Regions from separate parts of the Sus scrofa genome. Here all the other regions are linked to region 2. A link is a contact called in public Hi-C and HiChIP or PLAC-seq data. All regions are on one chromosome and are shown on one strand. The core of a region is the stretch at or near the end of the contact, and the rest is flanking DNA. Distances in the headings are between cores, read along the strand shown. Region 1 has its middle 13 kb from the start of CRYGN. Region 2 overlaps PRKAG2 (5'-AMP-activated protein kinase subunit gamma-2). Region 3 overlaps PRKAG2 (5'-AMP-activated protein kinase subunit gamma-2).

Region 1 (3,067 bases), core at 101-2,600, 240 kb before region 2:
CTTGAGTTGTGGCCACGTGCCATTCAGGTTCATTTTTATTTGATGTTGGCTGAGCCCGAAGCATGAGGAAGTTCCTAGGCCGGGGATTGAACCTGCTCCATAGCAGTGACACCGCTGGATCCTTAACCCATGGAGCTACCAGGGAACTCTCCGTTTAGGTTCTGTATGCTTCCGATGACCAACTTGTTCTGTTTTGCCAGGAACCGTCTTAGTTTTCAGAGCGGAAAGTCCGACCTTGCAGGACCCCTGAGGGAGGCCATTAACAAGTATCACAAATGGGGCGGCTTAAAACAACAGAAAAGTGATCTCATTGTTGCAGAGGCCGGAAGTCCCAAATCCAGGGGTTGGCAGGCTTGGTCCCTCCCTGGAGGCTCAGAGGGGAATCTGTTCCATGTTCTCCAGCTGCTGGTGGTGGCTGGCAATCCTTGGCGTCCCATGGCACGGAGCTGCATCACACGTCTCTGCCTGTCTTCACAGGGCTCCTTCCTTATGCACATCTGAGTCCAAATTCCCTCTTTTTCTAAGGTCACTGGTCACTCCAGCCTGACCTCCATAATTCCACCTGCAAAGACCCTATTTCCAAATAGAGCCACCTTCGCAGGGGCTGGGGATCAGGACGACAACGCACTTTTTGGAGGACAGCTTTCACCCTGTAAGAGGCCCCCACGTCCCAGGCAAACCGGGGCAGTTGGTCACCCTACCCCCGCTGAGTCCTGTAGTGACGTAGCTCCCACTCATGATACTCAGGTACCATCACTTAAGTCAGTGGTTGCGAAAATGTGGTTCCTGAACTACCACCAGCCGCAGCCGCCCTGGAACTTGCCAGAAATCGAGACGTCTTTGCAGAATCAGAAACTCTGGGGGCGAGCACCCCACCCCACCCCCACCCCGGCTGTTCTCCCCAGCCCCCCAGGCTCTGGAGCTTGTCAGAGTTTTGAGAACCAGCGGCCGGCAGATGAGCCACCCCTGCAGGCATCGCGGGGGAGTCGGTGGCCAACTTGGAGCTGCTCCCACCATTTTACAACTTCACTCGATGCTCCAGTTACAGGCACAGAAAAAGTGGTGCCTCTGAATGATGTCTGCTGTGGGATAATAAAAATCCACACGTCAGAGCCGAGGAATGTAACCTTTCCAGCTGCACCAGCTGTCAACACCAGGCTGGCCCTCTGCTTAAGCCTTTTAGGGTAAAGTTCAGGACATGTCAACCTCATGGCCATACCACACACCAAAGCCAGAGATTACCGTGTGGCTGGACTTGGATTCTTTGCTGATCTGATAAAGATGGGAGCAGGGGAGGGATTACAAGAGAACACCAGGAGCCAGCAGCTCACGCAGAAGGCGGCTCTCCCTGTGGGAGCAGGGCTGTTTGGTTTTTGGAAGTAATAAAGCAAAGCTCTGCCCGGGCCTTTCTTGAGCAGCAGCAAGAACTGGGTGAAAGGGCTTGATGGCCAAGGTCATAGTACTTCCAGAAGCCTCTGCTCTTTGAGAAAATGTGTACCTTAAAAGGACAGGCCAGGAGTCCCCTGGTGGCTCAGTGCGATAAGGATCTGGTGCCATCCCTGCTGCAGTGCGAGTTTGTTGGGTGGGTTCAACCCCTAGCCTGAGACCTTGTGTATGCTGTGGGCGAGGATAAGAAACAGAAAGAAGGGATAAGCCAAGGCCATTTTCTAGGCTGTCATGGGACATGGGTGCTAGAGGGGACTTCGAGTGTGAGGTGTCCCCGAGGAAGGACCGAGGTCCCTGCTCAGTCCAAGGGGACAAGCTGTCTGCCCTGTGATGTGTACACGGCTTTGGAACCGGCTAGGGTTTTCACACTAGGGGCCATTACGACGATCCCTGGCCAAGGGAGTTTTCTAGATAAAGGAATCAAGACCAGAGGCTCTAAGGGAGGGGCCCGAGGACACACATTAGCTGCGGCCTTGGGATCACAACTGCTAGGTTCCGAGTCTTAGTCTGCTGTTCCACCTGGGCTTCCCCGTGGGTACTGGGGGTCAGACTCACGGCTGTGTTCACACGTGGTGTCCTGCAAACAATGGTGAACTAGGTGCTTGGGGCTCCCTCTGGAAACAGGTGCCTCCTCTGAAAACGGATGCTCTTGGCCCCTCCACATCTCCGCAGCCCTGACTTCAGAGCAGGCTTCCCTGGCCATCCTAGGAAGCTGTCAACGGTACGGAAAGGCAAGGATGGTAACACAGACATTCTACTCAACGTAAAGAGCTTTTTTTTGCTTCAGGTAAAACTTTCCCCCGTTGGGGAGGCGAAGGAGCAAACGGCGGGGCATCTTCTGAGACTGCCCCTGAGGGCATCCTGGTTTTCTGCTGGCACAGCCGTGGTGGCGGCCTCTGTTATCTGCACAACAGTCTCGGTGACCTGGGGTAATGAGGGCGCCCGGAGGCCTCCTGCCTGCGTGCCTCTCCCCCGGGAGCCGGAGCTATTTCTCAGGAGTCCAGACTTCTCCAGGGCTTGTTAAACCTTGTTTCCATTTAGACGAAGATCTAAAAGGCAGTGGCATCTTCTGGGTCCTTGGACTTCCTGTTAACCAGGAGTCTGGAGGCCGAGGCTGACGATGCTAACGGCCACCAGGTGGTACTGCGCCTTCCTTGTTATGAGCCGATGAGGGGGGACCCAAGGTTCGACAAAGGCCATCCCAGGGCAGCGTGTGGCTGGTGAGTGGTTTTAGCCCCGTGGCAGCGGACACAGGTCCGATTCCAAGGAAGCTGCCTAGAGGCCACCCCTCGGAAGGGCTCCGATTAGCATCCATTCAACAGCTACTGCACAGGCCCTGGAGGGTCACCGCTGTCTCCAGCCGGGGCTCAGAAGTGTCATAACCTGCAGAGCCTGGCAGTTCCCTGGAAAACCCCACCCACAAGGCTTATCTTTGTTTGCCCTGCCTTTCCCTGGCGGCGTTCGTCAAAAACAACCAGTGGTTGGGAGTTCCCGCTGTGGCGCAGCAGAAAGGAATCTGACTACGAATCATGAGGTTGCAAGTTCAAAACCTGGCCTCGCTCAGTGGGTTAAGGATCCGGTGTTGTTGTGAGCTGTGGTGTAGGTCACAGACATGGCTTGG
Region 2 (3,219 bases), core at 620-3,119:
AGAGGGATCTGACCTGATGGGGAAATATAATCAGTGCTTTCTGACCACGTTTTGCGAGGTGGCTTCTGAGCAGGCAGGTGGGCCTGGGGACAGAAGCAGGCTGTGCTCGGTGACCTTGGGGGCGGCTCTCTACTGGGGGCGGGCCCACAGCATGATGCCGGGGAACAGGTCCAGGTACCCGACCTTTCAGATTTTAGCAGGTGTACTGGCCTCTGCCCATCCGGATACTGCAACCCGGCCGAGAGCCGGATGTCAGGTGACGGTTGAACAGATGGCACTGCCAGGGGAAGGAGAGGAGGAGAAGGAGGGACACTAAGGGGGGTGGCAGACAGGTGAGCAGGAAGGGGGTGGCTCACTGTGCCCCACCGCTGCAGATGCAGGAGTGGTGCACGCTGCTCCTTCCACGTGGCTGTGCCTTTCTCCACCAGCTCCTACAGTTCTCACGGAGACCCTGGCGACCCCAGACGCGGGTCAACCAGTCCAATGGCTGGAGCTGACCTGGGATGCCTGTTCCCACAGCACAGGGAGAGGGGCTGAGCCAGGAGGAGTCTTATCCCATTAACCTGGTTCTACCCTGGGCTTCCCGGTGGAGTCCCGCAGGACCCGTCACCTGTCTTGCAGACACCCAGCCTCCGCTGGTCACCCCACCTGCCCAGTCCCCAGCACGTGCAGTAGAAGGCCCTGACTGCGGAGGGCCCAGTGGCCGCAGGGACAGGCCCACTGTCCCACCAGAAACCCAGGCAGGGTGGTCCGTGGAAGCCTCCGAGTGAGGGGCGCCCTCCTGGAAGTCCACCCCCACCCCTGGATTTCCAGTTTCCTGTAATATTTTTTGTGTGTCTTTTTGTCTTTCTTTAAGGCAGCGCCTGCAGCATATGGAGGTTCCCAGGCTAGGGGTCGAATCGGAGCTGTAGCCGCCGGCCTCTGCCACAGCCACAGCCATGCGGGATCTGAGCCGAGACTGCAACCAACATCACAGCTCACGGCAACGCCGGAGCCTCAACCCACTGAGTGAGGCCAGGGATTGAACCCACGACCTCACAGATCCCAGTCGGACTCGCCTCCACTGAACCACGATGGGAACTCCCAACCAGTTTCATAAAATATTAATAACGGCAGTAATGAAAAAGTTTTAGGGGCCTAAATCTCCCTTGTCACCGAAGCCTCTTTGAGAGCTGGGTTATGTGCAGCTGCAAAGACTCCCACTGAAACGGTTACGGGAGGCCGGGATGACACAGAAGCAGCTGGGGCCCCGGGGTAGACCTTCCCCACGTGCCAGCCCCGTGTCTGGACACAGCCTCAGTGGCGCCCGGGCCTCAGAGCTGCCGGGCTGAGGCGGGAGCTCTGGGCTGACAGAAGCGGCAGCCGAGCCAGGCCGGCTGGCAGGAGGGCACACCCCATGGACCAGGGCCTCGCGTTTATGAGCCCGTCCCAAAGCACTTTCCCCAGCCTTTCTCAACCCTGCGCTAAGGTGGGGGTGGTGGGGCAGCCCTGGCTATTCAGTTTACGAAATAAAAGAAACAGAGGTGCAGAGAAGCAGAATGATTTGCCCCGGGTCCTCCTGCAGCCAGTGGCAGGGCTGGGCTTCCGCGGCGGGTCCATCCGGCCCCCGTCCGGTGGCACTTAGGGCCCCAAGGCTGCCTCTTCTTGGCTGGGATATTGGAAAAGTAAATGAAGACGCGTCAACCGAAAACGCCCTGGGTAACCTTCGCAGGCCACGTGCTAGGACCTGAAAAGCCCGGAGCCCCCCTGAAAGGCGGCGAGCCGAACAAAACCCCATTATGTAAGAGGCGGCGGGGGGCTGGGGGGCCCTCTCGGCGCAGGGGGAGCCGCACACCCGCCCGCACAGATTTGCTGGTGCTCTCCTGCTGGTTGCAAAACACTGTGTCAGATTTCATGGAAAGTTCTAAAGGTCACCTCGGCACTTGACTCTGAGGGAGATCCTGTGTCACCTCCTGCTGCCTTCCTCTCCTCCTCCCCAGGCCTGTTGATGAGGCTGCGGCTCTGAGGGTGACACTCCCTGCCCTGACTCGGGCCCCCGCGCCCGCTGCGCCGCGTCAGCCCCGCACAGTCACCCTCACTCCTGCCTCCCGCCTCCACCGGGGCCTCGGGGCAGAGACGCTTGGAGTGACAAGAGGGTGACTTTTTGGGCAAACCACCTCAGCTTGAAGAGTTCCACTCATACCAGTGACATCGAAACCCACAGGGGCATCTGAATTTTAAAAATACAGAAAAGGTAAAACCCCATGGCAATCATTATTTTTAGCGTGCCAAAGTGCGGCTCCCAAAAAGTACGAAATGCCCCGCCATCCTTAAAATCTCACAGGGGCATCTTGGAAACCATGGAAACACTTGGGGGAGGCTTATTTGATCCCTTCTCAGGGGCCCCACTATCCCTGGGTCTCTACCCAGGCCAAGAGTTCTGAAGGCACCGACAAAACTTGCTCCTGACTCCAGCTTTCAGGATGGCCCCATGTGAACGTGGGACCCCAGGGCCCCAGAGCAATGGCTTTCAAATGCTAGATGCCAAAGGGTCTAGAAGCCAAGCGCCTGGCTTTTGTGTTTGCTTCTCCCTCTAAGTTATGTCTTGAGTGCAAAAGCCTTGGCAAGGATGCAGAGTCCGTGAGCTCGCAGGCTGGGCAGAAAGCCACCGCGAAGACCACCTGGGCCCCCCGTCTCCTGGGCAACCAGGCTCCATCTCCATCTTCTGGAATCTGGGGCTCCCGGGAGAACCTCAACTGCCTTTGGCACGTTTTCATTAGGAAACCACTGCTGGAGCATAGGAGGCCTGAGGTGGAATTTGCGTTTGAGCTGCTGCTTCTCATACAAGGTGATACCCAGAAAGGTTTGAAGGACTTGAGTCAGGTGTAGCCCCTTGAAACAAGGCAGGTTCATGCATCAGCATGAGACGTCCAGCCATTTCTTTTGTTTTTCCACATTTCTCCCATAAAAGAGGTCAGGATACAGCCTGAGCCCATTTCACTGGTGTTTTTAGGAAATTGCATGAAATAAAACAGCAAAAATACCCGATCAGCTGCGGAGTGTTTTATACCCGCTCAAAACAGCCCAGAACGAGCCCCCCATCCCCACCTGGCTCAGACTCCAAGGGCCTCAAAGGGCATCGCATGGACAGCCCAGTTTTGAAGCTGCCTCCCCTTGCCGGCCGCTGGCCCAGGCTCCCCCGGCTGCCCGGCTCTACATCGCGAGGGCACGGGGGCCCTT
Region 3 (3,218 bases), core at 161-2,660, 130 kb before region 2:
TAACTTACTAGTGAAAAGGAATGAGAGAATTACAGGAACCTAGTGCTTCCAATCAGAGTAGGATTAATAACTCAGCACCTGTTTCTGCCTGAGTTGTGACACATTTTGCCTTTATTTAGAATGACTTATGTAGGCACCTGGTCCACCCACACGGGAACAGAAGGACGGCTGCTGGATATAGGGGCTCTCATTAATCATTTTCTACACTTAGCCTAGTCCAGCGCTGTCCTGAGTACAGCAGGGATTCTGTCCATCCGCTGAACCAACTGGCAGAGAGCTGGGAAAAGCAGGAGAGGAGGGCCAACCCAGCGACAGGGGAGAGAAACCAGCATCCACACAGTGGGAACATGGTTTTTGAACCGCAGTTTCTATCAGGAATCACAAAAATATTCATGCTGTTTGTGTAACTAAACAGCTTGTGAATGGTCTGCTCTTTCTACCTGGGTGATGCTTTGGGAATCCTTGGCTCTATTATAAAAGAATCCAGGGGAAAGTCACAGATAAACAGACTTTGAAACACAGTAAATATCTGCTTAGCTTGTTTTTCTGCACTGGCTGGAGTAGGCAGGGAGTGGGAGCATTTTAAAAAAACCACAAATTGCTTATTGTTTTCTCCAAAATAACAGATTGAGCAGAGAAAACCAGTATTGAAATCATTCATCAGGATCATTCACGTTCCCCGAAGTGACCACAGCTGTTGAAAAGCTGCTCCACAAAGTTCTAGTTTGGCCATGATGAGACAGCTGAAAACAACTACACAAGTTGGACAAGACCCACAATCACGATTCGAGAGCACTGGGGGGCACCCCACAGGCAGGATTCAAGAAGCCACAATTCTTGAGAGAAAAGAAAGAGATGAACTGAGCTCCAAGGTCATTCTGGAACTTTTCCAAAAGCACTTTCCAAGTCATCCTCAAAGAGGCAAATTTCAATAGAAAATTGGACTCTAGAGAACTATGTCTAGATACTCATGTTGCAACAGAAGAAAGGGTGGGGGAAAAACTGTAATTGTAATGTATACATGTAAGGATAACCTGACCCCCTTGCTGTACAGTGGGAAAAAAAAAAAAAAAAGAAAATTGGACTCTATCAACAGAAAGAAACCCCAGGCAGGAAAACTCCAAAGAAAACCACACCCAGCACGTCACAGATAAGACGCTGAAAATCAAAGGCAAAGAGGAAATTAGCCAGAGGAAAAAAAAAAGACTAACTTTCAAAGGAGTAACAACCGGACAGATGGCGACACCAACAGAAGCAGGGGTCTGACCTCAACACTCAACAGAATGGCTCTTCTTTCAGAGACAGGGAAAATCCTGCTTCCCCACAGTAACTCCGCTGACTCATCTGCTACCTAGAGGCTCGTAAACAGCCCCTAAACGCTCCAGGTTACTAAGCGAGCCTCAGGGTCGCTGTAAACAAAACACAAGGAGGCGACTGCACAGCCCCGAGGCCGACACGAGGCAGACGGACGGGCCAGTGACATCGGGTGGGACTGTATCGTGTGCGGACTTGGGCTCCTTTGGAGAACATAACCGCTGATGCCAGTGGGTGGATGGCAAGGCGGAGAGTGAGGGCAAAACCCAGGGCAGCCCCAGTGCAGCTGCAAAGGGAACAGGAAGGATTCCTGGCGAAAGGGGCTGTCACTTCTGCACGAGGAGCTGAGACAACCAGACGCTAAGGAACATCCTTGGAGTGAAGGGGCGAAGCTGTGAGACCAAGCAGACAGACAGCCGCCCTTCGTGGGCTCAGGCCCTCAACCCTCTCCAAGCCCGGACCGTCTTAGTCACGAAATGGGACTCACAGATAATGTTTCCGCACAGGGACTGCAGGGACACCTGGACTCACGGTGCCGATGCTGGGCACCAGGAGCCAGAAAGAATAAAGGCTTCACTTTTCCGCTTGAGACAGCCCGGGCCAGAAGCACAGAGGAGGATTTACCATTTTAACTTCACCCACACGGATTGCCGACACGTCCACCCTCCAGAGCCCCCAAGCACCACCTGCAGGGGCCCCACAAGTGCCGGCGGCACCTGCACGGCCCCGGGCTCGGCCACCGCCTCGCCGCCGCCATCGCAGGGCCTTCTGACCAGGCTTCCTCAGCACCCCGGGGCGTGGAGCTGCCTGCGGGGCCGTCTAGGACTCCACCTGGAAAATGCTCCACTTGGTCTTGGTTTCAAGGCCAAGCCCACGGCTACCACAGGGGGACCGGCGAGGGGCGAGGGGCCAGGGGCGGGCGAGCTGGGAGGCGGGAAGAACACATACGCTCCACCGCGTAAAAGCGCTGATCAACGACACCCTCCAGAGCACAGGAGAGCCGGCTCAATCGTCGGCGACAACCGCCGCGGGAAAAAGCAGGCATGGATTCTGGGTACGACTGATGGACTGTGTACTCCTGAAACGCACACGGCACTATAAGTCACCTCCACTCCAATAAAGCACAACAAATGCTTCACAGTTAGAGAGGGCACAGGGTGTTACCAATTAACCAGCGACCAGGACAGAAAAGGGGCTGGCACAATCTAGTTCTAGTTCTCAGGGAAAAACTCTCGGGGCTTGAGTACCAATGTGCTCCAACTGTTCCCAATTTAAAACTTTTTGTTTTAATAGGATTTTGAAACCAAATGTGATAATTACATAAGATAGAAAGCAAATTTTCACACAGAAATGATTTTTAATTTTTTTTTTTTTTTTTGTCTTTTTAGGGCCGCACCCACAGCATACGGGGGTTGCCAGGCTAAGGGTGGAACTGGAACTGTAGCTGCCAGCCTTCGCCAGAGCCACAGCAACGCGGGATCTGAGCTGCGTCTGCACCCTACATCACAGCTCAAGGCAACGCCAGATCCTTAACCCACTGAGCAAGGCCAGGGATCGAACCTGCGTCCTTGTGGACACTAGTCAGATTTGTTTCTGCCAAGCCACAGTGGGCGCTCAATCTTAACTGTGAGCCACTCACGACCTTGGATGGTGAAGCTTCAGAAGTTCTGGTTTTATATACATCTCACCAGGTGAGTTAAGACAGACTTTAAGAAGTAGAACAAAAAGGTACAGAGAGAAGACAGGATAAGAGCATTAAAGGATCAGTGAAGGGGGCCCAGGACCACCAGACTGAAGTTCTACAAGAAAGAAAACAGGAAGAAACAGCACAAGAAACACAGGCCATCGAATGCTGGGTTCCTGAGTGGAAGAGACCATAGCCAAGCGTGGTGTCCGGAATTCGG

Evidence for each region. Hi-C and Micro-C count contacts between places; a contact is called where the count stands out from the background. HiChIP or PLAC-seq counts read pairs in DNA pulled down with a chosen protein or histone mark.
Region 1: a contact with region 2 is called in a Hi-C map of skeletal muscle, with 4 times the contacts expected there. The contact joins two enhancer-like sites. A contact is called at or near these places in 5 of 47 Hi-C or Micro-C datasets (embryonic fibroblasts, heart right ventricle, retroperitoneal adipose tissue and 2 more) and 1 of 2 datasets of contacts at active chromatin or transcription factors (skeletal muscle).
Region 3: an H3K27ac HiChIP or PLAC-seq map of skeletal muscle shows a contact between it and region 2, with 5 times the contacts expected there. The contact joins two enhancer-like sites. A contact is called at or near these places in 1 of 5 promoter capture datasets (liver), 15 of 47 Hi-C or Micro-C datasets (alveolar macrophages, brain, embryonic fibroblasts and 8 more) and 1 of 2 datasets of contacts at active chromatin or transcription factors (skeletal muscle).

The regions. Positions count from the first base shown.
Region 1 is chr18:5,825,819-5,828,885 of Sscrofa11.1, reverse strand. No RefSeq gene overlaps it. Among named protein-coding and RNA genes, the nearest start is that of CRYGN, 13 kb to the left of the region's middle. Within about 2 kb of position 1,350, at least 35 of the 83 cell types and tissues checked have an H3K27ac peak or open chromatin away from gene starts, as enhancers often do. A contact at or near this core is called in skeletal muscle, where this site is marked.
Region 2 is chr18:5,585,516-5,588,734 of Sscrofa11.1, reverse strand. All of the region lies in intron 3 of PRKAG2 (5'-AMP-activated protein kinase subunit gamma-2), which reads right to left. Among named protein-coding and RNA genes, the nearest start is that of PRKAG2, 110 kb to the right of the region's middle. Within about 2 kb of position 1,869, at least 11 of the 83 cell types and tissues checked have an H3K27ac peak or open chromatin away from gene starts, as enhancers often do. A contact at or near this core is called in fetal skeletal muscle and skeletal muscle, where this site is marked.
Region 3 is chr18:5,715,668-5,718,885 of Sscrofa11.1, reverse strand. The region is part of intron 6 of PRKAG2 (5'-AMP-activated protein kinase subunit gamma-2); the gene reads right to left. Among named protein-coding and RNA genes, the nearest start is that of RHEB, 62 kb to the left of the region's middle. Within about 2 kb of position 1,410, at least 22 of the 83 cell types and tissues checked have an H3K27ac peak or open chromatin away from gene starts, as enhancers often do. A contact at or near this core is called in fetal skeletal muscle and skeletal muscle, where this site is marked.